Linked DNA regions of Pan troglodytes: region 1 is linked to region 2. Evidence: chromatin contacts called from public Hi-C data. All regions are on one chromosome and are shown on one strand. Each heading gives the region's core, a stretch centred on a gene start, on an enhancer-like site or on the middle of the called end of the contact. The rest is flanking DNA. Distances are from core to core; before and after follow the strand shown.

Region 1 (5,783 bases), core at 1,890-4,389, 720 kb after region 2:
TAATGAACCATGGTGGACATGCAGAGTAAGCAAAAAATAAACTCCTGTTGTGTTAAGTCACTGAAATTTGGGGATTTGTTACTGCAGTATAATCAAACCCATCCTAATACAAAGGATGTAAAACTTTTATACTGTACTTTAATTATTCGTTTTTTTCCTTTAAGCTCAAATGCCCCTTAAAAAAAAATCCTGATTACCCTTCAAGCTCTGGCTCGAGTTACATCTTCATCATCACTCCAGCCAACATTTATCTCTTTGTGTGAACACCAATTGCAACTCTAAGAAAAATCACGAGGTTTAGCACTTATTTTATAATTGCCCATATATATTAGTATCACCTCACTGACTATATCAGAGACTTAGGAGGGCAGAGTTCATGTTGTAGGCATCTTTGTGCCATCTTGAGCAAAGGAGGAAAATGAGTAGTTTTTAGATAAAATCTAGCTGGAGAATGGATGTCAATATTTTCTAGTATTTGAACTTTTCCATGTGTTATTTGCACACAATCAGGCAGTTATTGAGCACATATTGCTGCAGAGTTATACAGAAAATTTGAGAGCAGAGTTGCAAGTAGCCACGTGCTTGCTTCATTAACTGTGCTTGTGGCAATTTTTACCACCTATGCAAATTTCCATTTCTCTGAACAATTTGACTATACATGTCCTGTTCACTCCCTCTCTCCAAAATGAATTAAGGAGAAGAGAAAACAGTGGTGAAAAGAGAAAAAAAAATCAGCTAGTGAAATTTAAAACAAAATTTGGTGAGCTTATACTAAATTGCTGCTTAAATATGGGAAATGACATTGATTGTTGAAAAGAAATACAGCCTAAGTTTCATTAACACCAATAACCTAAACATGGGACTTTGTGACGTTATCTGGCCTAGTCCTTTGTCTTCAGATTTGTGCTTTCAAGCATGCGAAGTATCATGGTTCTTAAAAGTTAAGAGGCTGACTGAAGGTCCCTTGCTTACTAAGTGATGAAGGTAGCACTGAAACACAGGTCCTAGTAATGGGCAACTTTAAATGCTCAACACATGTGGGTAGACTATCTTGTTAGCATGAAATGTAAAATTATATTTTGAAGAATTACAATTTTTGAGCTCTTAGGAGAGGAAATGCTCAACATAGGTGTGTAGACTATCTCATTAGCATGAAATGTAAAATAATATTTTGAAGAATTATGATTTTTGAGCTCTTAGGAGAGAAAAATATTTTGAACCTGGCCCCCTCATTGTGAATAGAAACTAAAATGGGAAAATTTGGAGAAATAAACCAATAAGGAATAAAGATCATAAGTCATTCATGCTAAAACCTGTGATGAGAGTTAAAGAAAAGTCATGTAATTTTTCAAAGGTAAACGGAAAATGCAAGCATGTCTATAATGCCTTAAAGCTCAGTAGCTGCTTATCTTGTCAAAAATGTAACTATCAGAGCTGGATAACACAGAACAAGCATGAGGATGCATTTTACGATGATAAGGTAGCAACATGAAATAACATATTTATAATCAATAAAATAGTGCCAAATTTGCTTGGGTGAAGTCATACAAAAGAGGGGTGACTTATGGTTGCAAAAGGAAGGAGCAAGCTCAGTTTTGTGCTATTTGACTACAGGAGTGCTCTGGAACGCCAAGGAAGATTGGACCAGCAGTCCAATTCTACCCACACCATTTATTAAATAATTAATATGTAATCATTTCAAAAAGTACTAGCTGGGAACTGGCTCTAAATCTAAATATCACTAATGACAATGTATGTAGAGGCAAATTCAATCCTGGTTTCCAAACAACTTCACAATAAACAACTTGTGGAGTTTACTCTATGTGCAAGTTGTATTACTGCTTGCGCCTTGGAATCCTCCTTCATTGCTACCCTTAAAATCCAAGCTAAAGGGACTCTCTTACAGGAGTGAATGCCTTAAGGGAAGTGCCTTTGGTGTTTGAGGAACCAAAAGCTCCTGGCCCCGACCCAAAACTAATCCACGTTATTCTAAGGTACATCCAATATTAAAGGCACTATGGTGATGTTTTAGTACAGTGAGTCCTTAGCGTTCCTTAAAACTTCAGCTTCATTTGGCAACTGATGCCTCTTGGGGAGCAAAATTACTTACATCGTTAAAACTTCATCAAGTCATAATTTTATTATAATTGTTAACATAAATAACTACAGTAAATAAGTACAGAGTGATCGATTTGTTCTTGATATCTCAAGGGAGTCTTTATTTAGCTTTGATATATAAAATCAGGACATTATTTATTTGCATTACAAACTGCATATCAACTATTCACTTGGGCATGTTTTAATTGGTTTTAGGTTTTGCACATTCCATAACTGAACTGTGTAAGCAGGTTGGCTTCAAAAATAAGGTCTCATGTAACAGCTAAGTCTATATGACGATGTGTCATATGGCGTGTCAAACATTTTCCTCTGCTTCCCTTCCTGACATCAGAAAAAACTTTGTTCTAGTGAAATAGAAAATAAATTCTGCTAAGATGGGATAAAAGGGGAGCATGTGAATAAGACCCTCTTCTTTCCTGGCCAGCAGGAAGTGCCTCCAGCTGTCTGATCTGCCTCAGTAGCCCAGCACAAATTTGTCAGTTGACTAATGCTCCCCACTTCCGCCGACAACAGAGTAAGATATCACCTGCTAAGATAAATTACCATAATATAATGATTGAAGGGAAAATATATGGTGTAATAGAGAGGTCTAAATACCCGTAAGTGGAAAAAAGCATAAACGACCATTTTAATTAATTTCCTAATGTAAAACACAGCTGTAGTAATGTTGGCAAGTCTCACCTGCCCTTTTTAAATTTGTGACATGAAATCATGCCACTTAATTAAGTCTTAATGCACAAAAATATATTTTATTTACTTTTTATGGAATACCAGCATTTAAAGCTTTCTATTTATGTGTGTAAGCGCTTTATAAATTACTTGAAATACTGAAAAAATCTGACTACTACTAACCGGCAGTTACAAGTACCAGTTTTAGTTTCAATAATTAAATGCCTTTTTGGTGGACTCCTGCTGCTATGTGAACTAGCTGTAGGCTATTAAAGTAATGAGTCCGGACAGAGTCATCTGATCTCATGGTTGGTGGAAAACTCAAGGAAAGGGCTTTGCCCACAATTCCTAGTCTGTTTACCAGACTGCAACCAGACTGCCTGCTGGAAGCATTATAAAGCCTCTGGGCTTCCCCTTCCCCCTTCCAGCAAGTATCTTTTTTTTTTTTTCCTTTTTACAAGTGTTGTCTAGGAAAATATGGTATTATAGAGCCCTCTGCAGGCCAGAAGTTTTGTAGTGTAGCTTACCAGCATGATTTTTCTTAAAGTGGCAGTAAGAGAGGGGAAAAGCATAATTGTCAAAACTTCGTAAATCAGATCTCATTAAGAAATATGTTTGTCATAAGGGCAGACTGGCATCGATTCTTCCAGAAGACTCACTGAAAAAGAATATCTCTGTTAATTTGTTTAAGGGATGTTGCCTTGATAGCAAAATTTTGGTGGGCCCCTGGTAACTTCATAATGGGTTGCAGTGTTAGGGATTATATCATCTTCATCATCATCGTAATTCTTAAAATAATCCATGAAAAATACAGGGCTCTGAACTGTTCACTTAAAAACGCAATTTCTGGCCAGGCATGGTGGCTCAAGCCTGCAATCCCAGTGCTTTGGGAGTCCGAGGTGGTAGGACTGCTCGAGACCAGGAGTTCAAGATCAGCCACGTAGTGAGATCCTGTCTCTACAAAAATAGAAAAGTTTTTTTTTTAAAAAAAGAATTTATATCACACCTGGGCTTTAGAAGCCTAGGTATAAGGAAGAAGAAATTAGAAGTCAGTTATACAAACTCTATGATTTCCTCAGCCAAGTTTTCATTCGAATGAATGAAGTGTATGCCTAGAAAAATTCAGTGAATTTCTTAAGTGTTTTAGGGAACTTAGTATAAATTTTTACAGGGCATTTTATATTGTGTTTTAAACTTTGGATGAAATGGATATAAATCATTACAGAAAGAAATACATAAAGATAAAAATGAGGAAGTGCATTGAAGACAAACAGAACAAATAAATAAGGTCTGATTTTCACTTAGATGGTACTTTTCTAACCACATTTTATGTTGGTTATAAAGTATTCTTTTTTTGTTGGAGACGGAGTCTCACTCAGTCGCCCAGGCTGGAGTGCAGTGGCACGATCTCAGCTCACTGCAACCTCCGCATCCCAGGTTCAAGCAATTCTCCTGCCTCAGCCTCCTGAGTAGCTGGACTGGACTACAGGCTCACACCACCATGTCTGGCTAATTTTTTGTATTTTAGTAGAGACGGGGTTTCACCGTGTTGCCCAGGCTGGTCTCGAACTCCTGAGCTCAGGCAATCCGCCCGCCTTGGCCTCCCAAAGTGCTAGGACTACAGGCGTGACCCACCGCGCCAGGCCTTATAAAATATTCTTAAAGTCAGCAAAATAACCAAATAACTTAAAGTCAGCAAAATAACTTTTAATAGGAAAATTTTTCCTAATATTTTCAAGTCAGCAAAAGTACTAACAGCTTTTAATAATGGATTTTTTTTTGCATAATAGTCAAGAGAGTATTAATTTAAAAGAGGAAGCATTTGACCAAAATATTTCCTTTTATTGAGTTTAATCTGTGCCAGGTAACTCATAAACCTCCTGGAGCACCCAGAGATACATGCTTCTAACAACTCACAGAGGTGCCAGAGCCGTCTCCTCAAAGTTCCTCACCCTGGCAGTAAAACATTATGATCAACATTCGCCTAGAAGCCAGGATAAGTGGAAAAAATGGGAAGTGATATGATGATGAAAAGAATGAGATATTGCATATGTTAAAATTTCCTTCCACAGCATTTTAATCATTGAACAGGGTCTCTTTAAGGACCCGAAGGGAGTTATGAGGAGGCCGTGGTCTGGAGGCGAGAACCCAGGCTGTGGTTGTTGGCGGCAGTCTCCAGATGAGCCTCAGCAGCTCCCTGGGGACTCTGATGACATTCTAAGACCATGCCTTCTGTGGTTGTTTAGCATAACTGACTGCTGCTTTTCCCAAGGACAGCCATTTGGTGTTGGAGGTTTTTCTAGTCTTCTCTACTCAGTGGTATAGACAAGACCAGCATGTCCTTAGGGTAATGTCTGCAAAGGTTTGGGTTCCAGTAAAATGACTCTTCCAAATGAAAACCCGAAATTAAAACGTCGAGTTTCCAGATTTGTTGAATTCAGAAACAAGTGCTCTCAGCATGAACTGTCAACAGCCAAAGTTAAAATAGGCCAGCTGGTGGCTCCTGTGGGATCGTCTCCACACACTCTATCCCAACTTTGCAGAGTTGAATGTCAGACATTATTCTATCAGGCCTGGAATCCGCTGCCAGACTCAGCCTCCTTCATCCGGCTTATCTCCTACTGGGAGGCTGTGGCTGACTGGATGGAACTGCACACTTCCCAGCAGATGCTGGGCTGCCAACGGATGGGAGCACGGCTGGGCTGGCGCCACCAACATTTACAGTCATTCCTCTTGCTCCATTCCCCCTGCAGCCCCCCAGCCCTGTCCCACCAACGCCTGCTTGCAGACTTGGCACACTAGGAGAGGACAGGTGATGAGGATTAGGCCAAACGTATTTGCATATCCTCAGCACAGGGAAGGAAATTAACACCACAGTGACATGATTTAGTGGCTAACCTTAAACCTGAGAAAGGCCTGAACCAATTTTTGAGCACTATGAGACTGAGGGAGATGTAAAATGCAACGCATCTGGCAGGGATGGGCTTGTCCAGGGT
Region 2 (5,407 bases), core at 1,443-3,942:
AAATATAGTTCAAATGCCACAAAATATGCTTGTTATAAGCAATTAAAAATTATTCTTAAAAAGACATTACCGACCCGGGTTCTCTTATAGCCTGAAAGGTTCAGCTGGTTGGTTTTACTATACTACCAAGACAAATGATCCTCAGAAGAGTTTTCTCTCCCTTTCTCCCTTCACAGCAAATATTCCAAGATCATTATTTCAGTACCTTCTCGTTTCCCCTCTAAATCTATACATAAAATGTTTTGCAGAACATACAACAACGGTAGGAATTTCACTAAGATTTACCTGAGCAGACGCTTAACATGCAAAGGGAATGGCGACCTAAGAAGGACAAGCAGATGTTTACAATGGCCTCTTGCGTTTGTAACCAACTTCCAGATTATTACCATCTAACGCAGTGTCCTAAAATGTAACGATCACTTAAATACTTACAAGATTTCAGTAACTGCGTAACTTATCTGAAATTGCGTATTTTGGGGGTTGACGTTTGACATTTAACGGGCTGGGCTGATGGGGTTGGCGGAAGAACTGGCAGTCTTTACCTTTCTTAAAGTTTTAAAACAGTTGTAGATTCCATTAAAGAGAAAGAGATCTCCTTCGGGAGAGGAAAATGCCAGTCTCTGTCTCTTTCTCTTTCCCATTCTTCAATTATTATTAAGCATTATTATCATTATCTGGGCAAAGCAACGAGTTCTGAAGCGTTTCTTCAAGTTGCCTTCTTGCTCTATTTTTAATCCATTAACTAGTGGTTTTCAGTTTGTTGATGACTTTTTTCTCTTTAACCCTCCTGTTCTGGAACCAGATTGTGACCTGCCGCTCAGAGAGATTCGTCGTGGCTGATATCCGCCTCCGTTTGTCCTTAGTAATGAATTTATTCGTGGCGTATTCCCGTTCAAGTTCTTTTAATTGCACCTTGGTATAAGGCACGCGCTTCTTTCTCCCCCTCCTATAGGAGCTGGCATCCGAGGGATGGGAGACCACGTCTAGAAGACAAGGGAGAAGGCAAGTTACACAGGGATCGGACCCCAGCCAGGGCATAGGCGACAGCTCGATCTGAGCCACCCGCCTTGCAGCGCCCGGCTGCTCTTTGCCACCCGCTGTACAATCCTGTCTTCTGCCAAAGCCTAGAGGGTCAGTGGGGAAGGTAGTTAGTTCTGAACTGAAATGAAATCACCCAGGGCTCCAGTGACTTCCCCAACCCGGCCACCCTGCAGGAGCAGCGCGTAGGCAGCCTCGAGTGATAGCCTGGTCCAACGGCCCACACCTTAGCGCCAGGCTCAAGGTACAACACTTCTGTGCCTACCTCCTTTCTGGGTGCCCGTCCCAATACTCGAAGCTTCTACAATGAAGCCATTTTTGAGAGAATGAATAGGGAGGGGCAATTTGGGGAGCTGTTTTCTGGTCAATTTCTCATCCTTAAATTGGTGTCAGGGGCTGGGGAGGGCGGGGCGCAGAGGGAGAGGGAAGCTAGCCGAGGTCTCCACAAGCCACCCCTCACCCAGGGAGAGCCAGGGACCAGCTCAACTCGAGGCAGTGCAGGCAGACCCAGCCAGCCATGCTCGGGCTCCCAGGGGTGCCGAGCCGCTAGGGCAGACCAGGAAGAGAACAGAAAGGCACCCGGGATCGCCCGGGTGCGAGCGGAGAAGAAGCTGGAGCAGAGCCGGAAGACCAGGGCTGGGAATAGGTCGTCGTTTACCGGGCAGAGTGGACTTCCAGAGGTGGGGAGGCTGCGCCTGCTCTTTGGGGCAGTACATTTGGCCGTTCCAGCCGTTGGGCAGCGCCCAGGGCTGGTAGCTTTCCATGGGAAGACCCAAGGGCTCGTGGCGCGACTCGCCGGGGCCCCCGAGGCCGGGCACCACTGGCATATCCAGGTAGCCAGGCATGGGCTGATGGTGGTGGTAAGGCCCGGCTGCGTAGCCCTGGTGGTAGAAGGCGAACTCCTTAGCGCGGGAGCTGAACTCCTCGGCAGCTGGGCCGGCGGTATCCATGTACTTGTCCGCGAAGGCGGCGGCGGCGGCGGCCGAGGCGGGCTGCGCGCACGACTTGATGGCGTTGGGGTGCGGGCCCATGCGGGCGCACGGGTAGTAGCCGCTGCCGAAGTAGCCATAGGGCAGCGCCGCGGGCCCCGACGAGCTCTGCGCCGCTGCCGAGCAGGGGCTGCATTGCTTGGCGGCCTCTGCGCCCGCCGGGCCCGCCGGGCCGGGCCCTCCCGAGGACGACGCGGCGGCGGCGGCGGCGGCTGCAGCGGCAGCCGCGGCAGCAGCGGCGGCAGCCGACGGGGACGCCTCCCCGGGGGCGCTGCTGTAGGCGGACGCGGCTCCTGGCGCCAAGGGCGCCGGGTGCGCCATCAGGTTGCGGCACTGGTTGGCCGCGGCCGCCGCCGCAGCCGCGGCCGCCGCCGCCACCGAGAAGTTGCCCCCTGCCGCCGCGGCCGCCGGGTGGGGGAAGCCCCCGCCCCCGGCCCCGGCAGCCGCCGCCGCTGCAGCCGCTGCTGCAGCCGCCGCCGCCCCTTCCATGTTCTTGTTGAGCTCGTCGGCTACCAGGCCGCCGCCGTTGTCGTAGAGAAACATGACGGTGGGCTCGATCCAGCGGGGGTGGAGGAGCACGGAGGCTGTCATAGCCCGAGCCGCATGGAGAAGACCCCAGTGGCGCTGTTTTAAAAAGCCCCCAAGAAGTGAAGAGCGCGCGGCGCGGGGCCGGGGCCCGAGCGAGGGGGGCGGATCGCGCCCCGCGGGGTCGCGCCAGGCGGCCGCCCATTGGCCCGGCCCCCCCGCTCCGCCCACGGCGTATGCAAAGCGGGCGGCTCCGACTCCAGCTCTGCACGGTGCACCCGTCGTCCCCGCCGCGGCCCGCGCCGTCCCCAGCGCCAGCCGCGCGGCCGCGCACCATTCACCCGGGGGAGAGGTGGAGGAACGTGCGGGTGGGGCAGGGAAGGAAGGGCGGCCCCATCTCCGCCCCCCTTCCCTTCCTTTATCCCAGTGGGGCCCAGACCCGCGCAACCAGGCGGGGAGGGGAGGTGGGCGCGCGATTGGGTTGCGATCTGGAGCATTGGGGACAGGTCAGGTAATTCTGCCGGCGGTCAGGGATGGGAGAGTGGGGAGGACGGGACCAGCCTAGCTCAGAATGGGTGTTTCTTGGAGCCTCTGGGACTGTTTTCTTTCCAGGAACCGGCGCGTATTTCTGCAGTGAGACCACAGGACGGACATCGGCGCCTTCGGCTTCGATGGAGTTGCGATTTTGCTCTTTCCAGGGAAACAGTGGCAGGGTGTTTGCTGCTTATCGGTTCCTGCGGATATGCCTGGGTCCCAGGACATTCCACTGGAGGCTTGGACTGCATTTAGGAGCCCCTATCCCTTCCCTGTCCACACTGTTAGTGAGCAATTTCATATGTTTGCATGTAGACCCATAGACTCAGAACGACTCATCACACACACACACAGTGTACACTGACACACTCACATTCGCACACTTAGGTATACAGCCTGATCCTTGCTCTGACCTGGTAACAACGCTTCCTCCTCCAGAGACTTTGAGATAGAGCGAGCGATCCGTGTGCACCATTCATCCATGCTCCCACCTCGCCAGTATGGCTGGCTTGTTCTGGAAGGGGCTTAAGAGGAACAAGCCCCAGCTGTGCTTCTGGCTGGGACTTAAACCCCCCTTCTGGGCCCTAAAGCCACGCTTCTTTGTGGACCGGACCTGACTCTCCAGGAATCTGGGAACTCGCTATTTCACTCTATTTTGGGACAAGAAAAAGGGGCTCTTTGGGGCCACTTCCTGCCTTCCCCTCAAGTAGGATCTCCAGCCTGCAGAGGGTGCCTAGTCCTTCTTTGCCCAAGAACCAGCCCAAGAAGCCTTTCCTCTGTGCCTGGGAAATGCAACCTTTTCTTGGGAGCATGGTAGGGTGTTGGTGCTGAAGAACCAAGCAGCGACACGTCTTGCAGCTGCCATGTTTTGTCGAGGGGTTCTGGGGGTCCTGCTGCCTTAGAGCCACATACTTCCACTTCCTGATTCACTACTGTGAGCTGGTCAGATGCCTAGAAGAGGAACAAGCGTTCAAAGTGAAAGTGGGCACATTACCGGAATAGTGCTGGGGAGAGTGCTGGATTCTTTTCCACCCCAGGCGGACTGGTGAGAAGCCAGGCTTGGACCTGTCCTCTGCTCCTAGCTTGCACACTCAGCCCTAAACTCAGAGCAGCACGCATACCACCCCTCATACACACCCCACCATCTGCTCTCTAAGGCCCCTGGGCTTCCTGCAGGATCCAGACCAATGTGGCTGGGCTTGGGCTTTTATCTGTCCTGATCCTGGATTTGTCCTGACCAATGTAAGTGTCGCCCAATAAAACCTTCTATGACCCCCACACCAGCCACCCCCCCCCCCACCAAGTGTGCCCCTTCCTTCTTGACTTTTTAGCAGTTCTGGGTAAATATTGATTTGCCCCCAGTTTACCTTCTCCCTGACTGGCCATTTGCAGACTCAGGAACTAGCCTCTGTAGGGACTTGATTTTTCTGTTACTTTCTGGCCGTTTCACCACCCCCCTTCCTCCCTCCAAGTGGCATTGTAAAACTCACAGTGACAAAGAGACAGAGTAGGGTTCGAGGCCCCTGTTCCTGAGGACTTGAAGGCGGTTTTACATACTGGTCAGACACGGCTGGAGGCCAAGGTCAAGTTGAAAGTTGCAGTCCAGCCAGCATGAGAACTGCCATGCGAGCGTAGAGACACAGGCAGCAGCAAAAGGCCCATTGCCCACATCCCCTCACTCTTTATTTTCTCTCTCTTTTTAAAATTCTCGGCTCTGACTCTGTTCGGCTGCCCAGAATTTTTTGGTGCCTTCGTGGGGTTTTTGGGGCGGTGTTTACCGACTCTTCTCTGCCTCCGCCCTGCTCAGCCAGGGCTTTGAGCCTCTTCGGTTTTCCGGCCAGACCCGGAAAAACGAAAACACAGCTTGGGGAGCCCCCACTAGCCGGCGCCTGTGCCAGCTCACCTCTGGCCATGGCGCAGCTGCCGGTGCACACGGCGGCCAAGGCCAGCTCCACATTCTTCCCTCCCCCTCCCACTTCACCGGAGCCCCGAACCCTGCGCGCAGAGAAAGGGTCTCAGCTCCACAGACGACTGGGTCCCTCCTCACCAAAAATGGTGAGACAAGATTTCATCTGTCGGCCGAGGAGCCACAAGCAGGTTTGTCTGAGAGGGATGGTGCTGGGGGAAGGCTTTGGATTGCATCTCAAATTAAGCTTTGCTCCTTAAATGTGGCGCTCTCGCCAAGAAAAAGCTTGGGGCCTGAATTCTTGAGATTTATGGTGCACCTTATTGATCAAATTTATCTGGACTTTTTTTAGTTCCCCGATGTGTCCCTATCATTTAAAAAAAAAAAAAAAACCCTCTCAAGACATGCTTATTTA

The links. A called contact is a pair of places that touch in the nucleus more often than the background predicts.
Region 1: a Hi-C map of induced pluripotent stem cells shows a contact between it and region 2, with 3 times the contacts expected there. The contact joins the enhancer-like site here to the promoter of HOXA13 in region 2. A contact is called at or near these places in 5 of 7 Hi-C or Micro-C datasets (blood, induced pluripotent stem cells, a lymphoblastoid cell line and 1 more) and 1 of 1 other capture datasets (stem cell-derived neural stem cells).

The regions. Positions count from the first base shown.
Region 1 is chr6:33,718,807-33,724,589 of NHGRI_mPanTro3-v2.0_pri, forward strand. All of the region lies in intron 2 of JAZF1 (JAZF zinc finger 1), which reads right to left. Among named protein-coding and RNA genes, the nearest start is that of TAX1BP1, 180 kb to the left of the region's middle. Within about 2 kb of position 3,140, at least 4 of the 24 cell types and tissues checked have an H3K27ac peak or open chromatin away from gene starts, as enhancers often do. A contact at or near this core is called in induced pluripotent stem cells, where this site is marked.
Region 2 is chr6:33,001,586-33,006,992 of NHGRI_mPanTro3-v2.0_pri, forward strand. HOXA13 (homeobox A13) reads right to left here and starts at 2,693. Exons shown (of 4, transcript XR_001714612.4): 1 at 1,697-2,693; 2 at 433-983.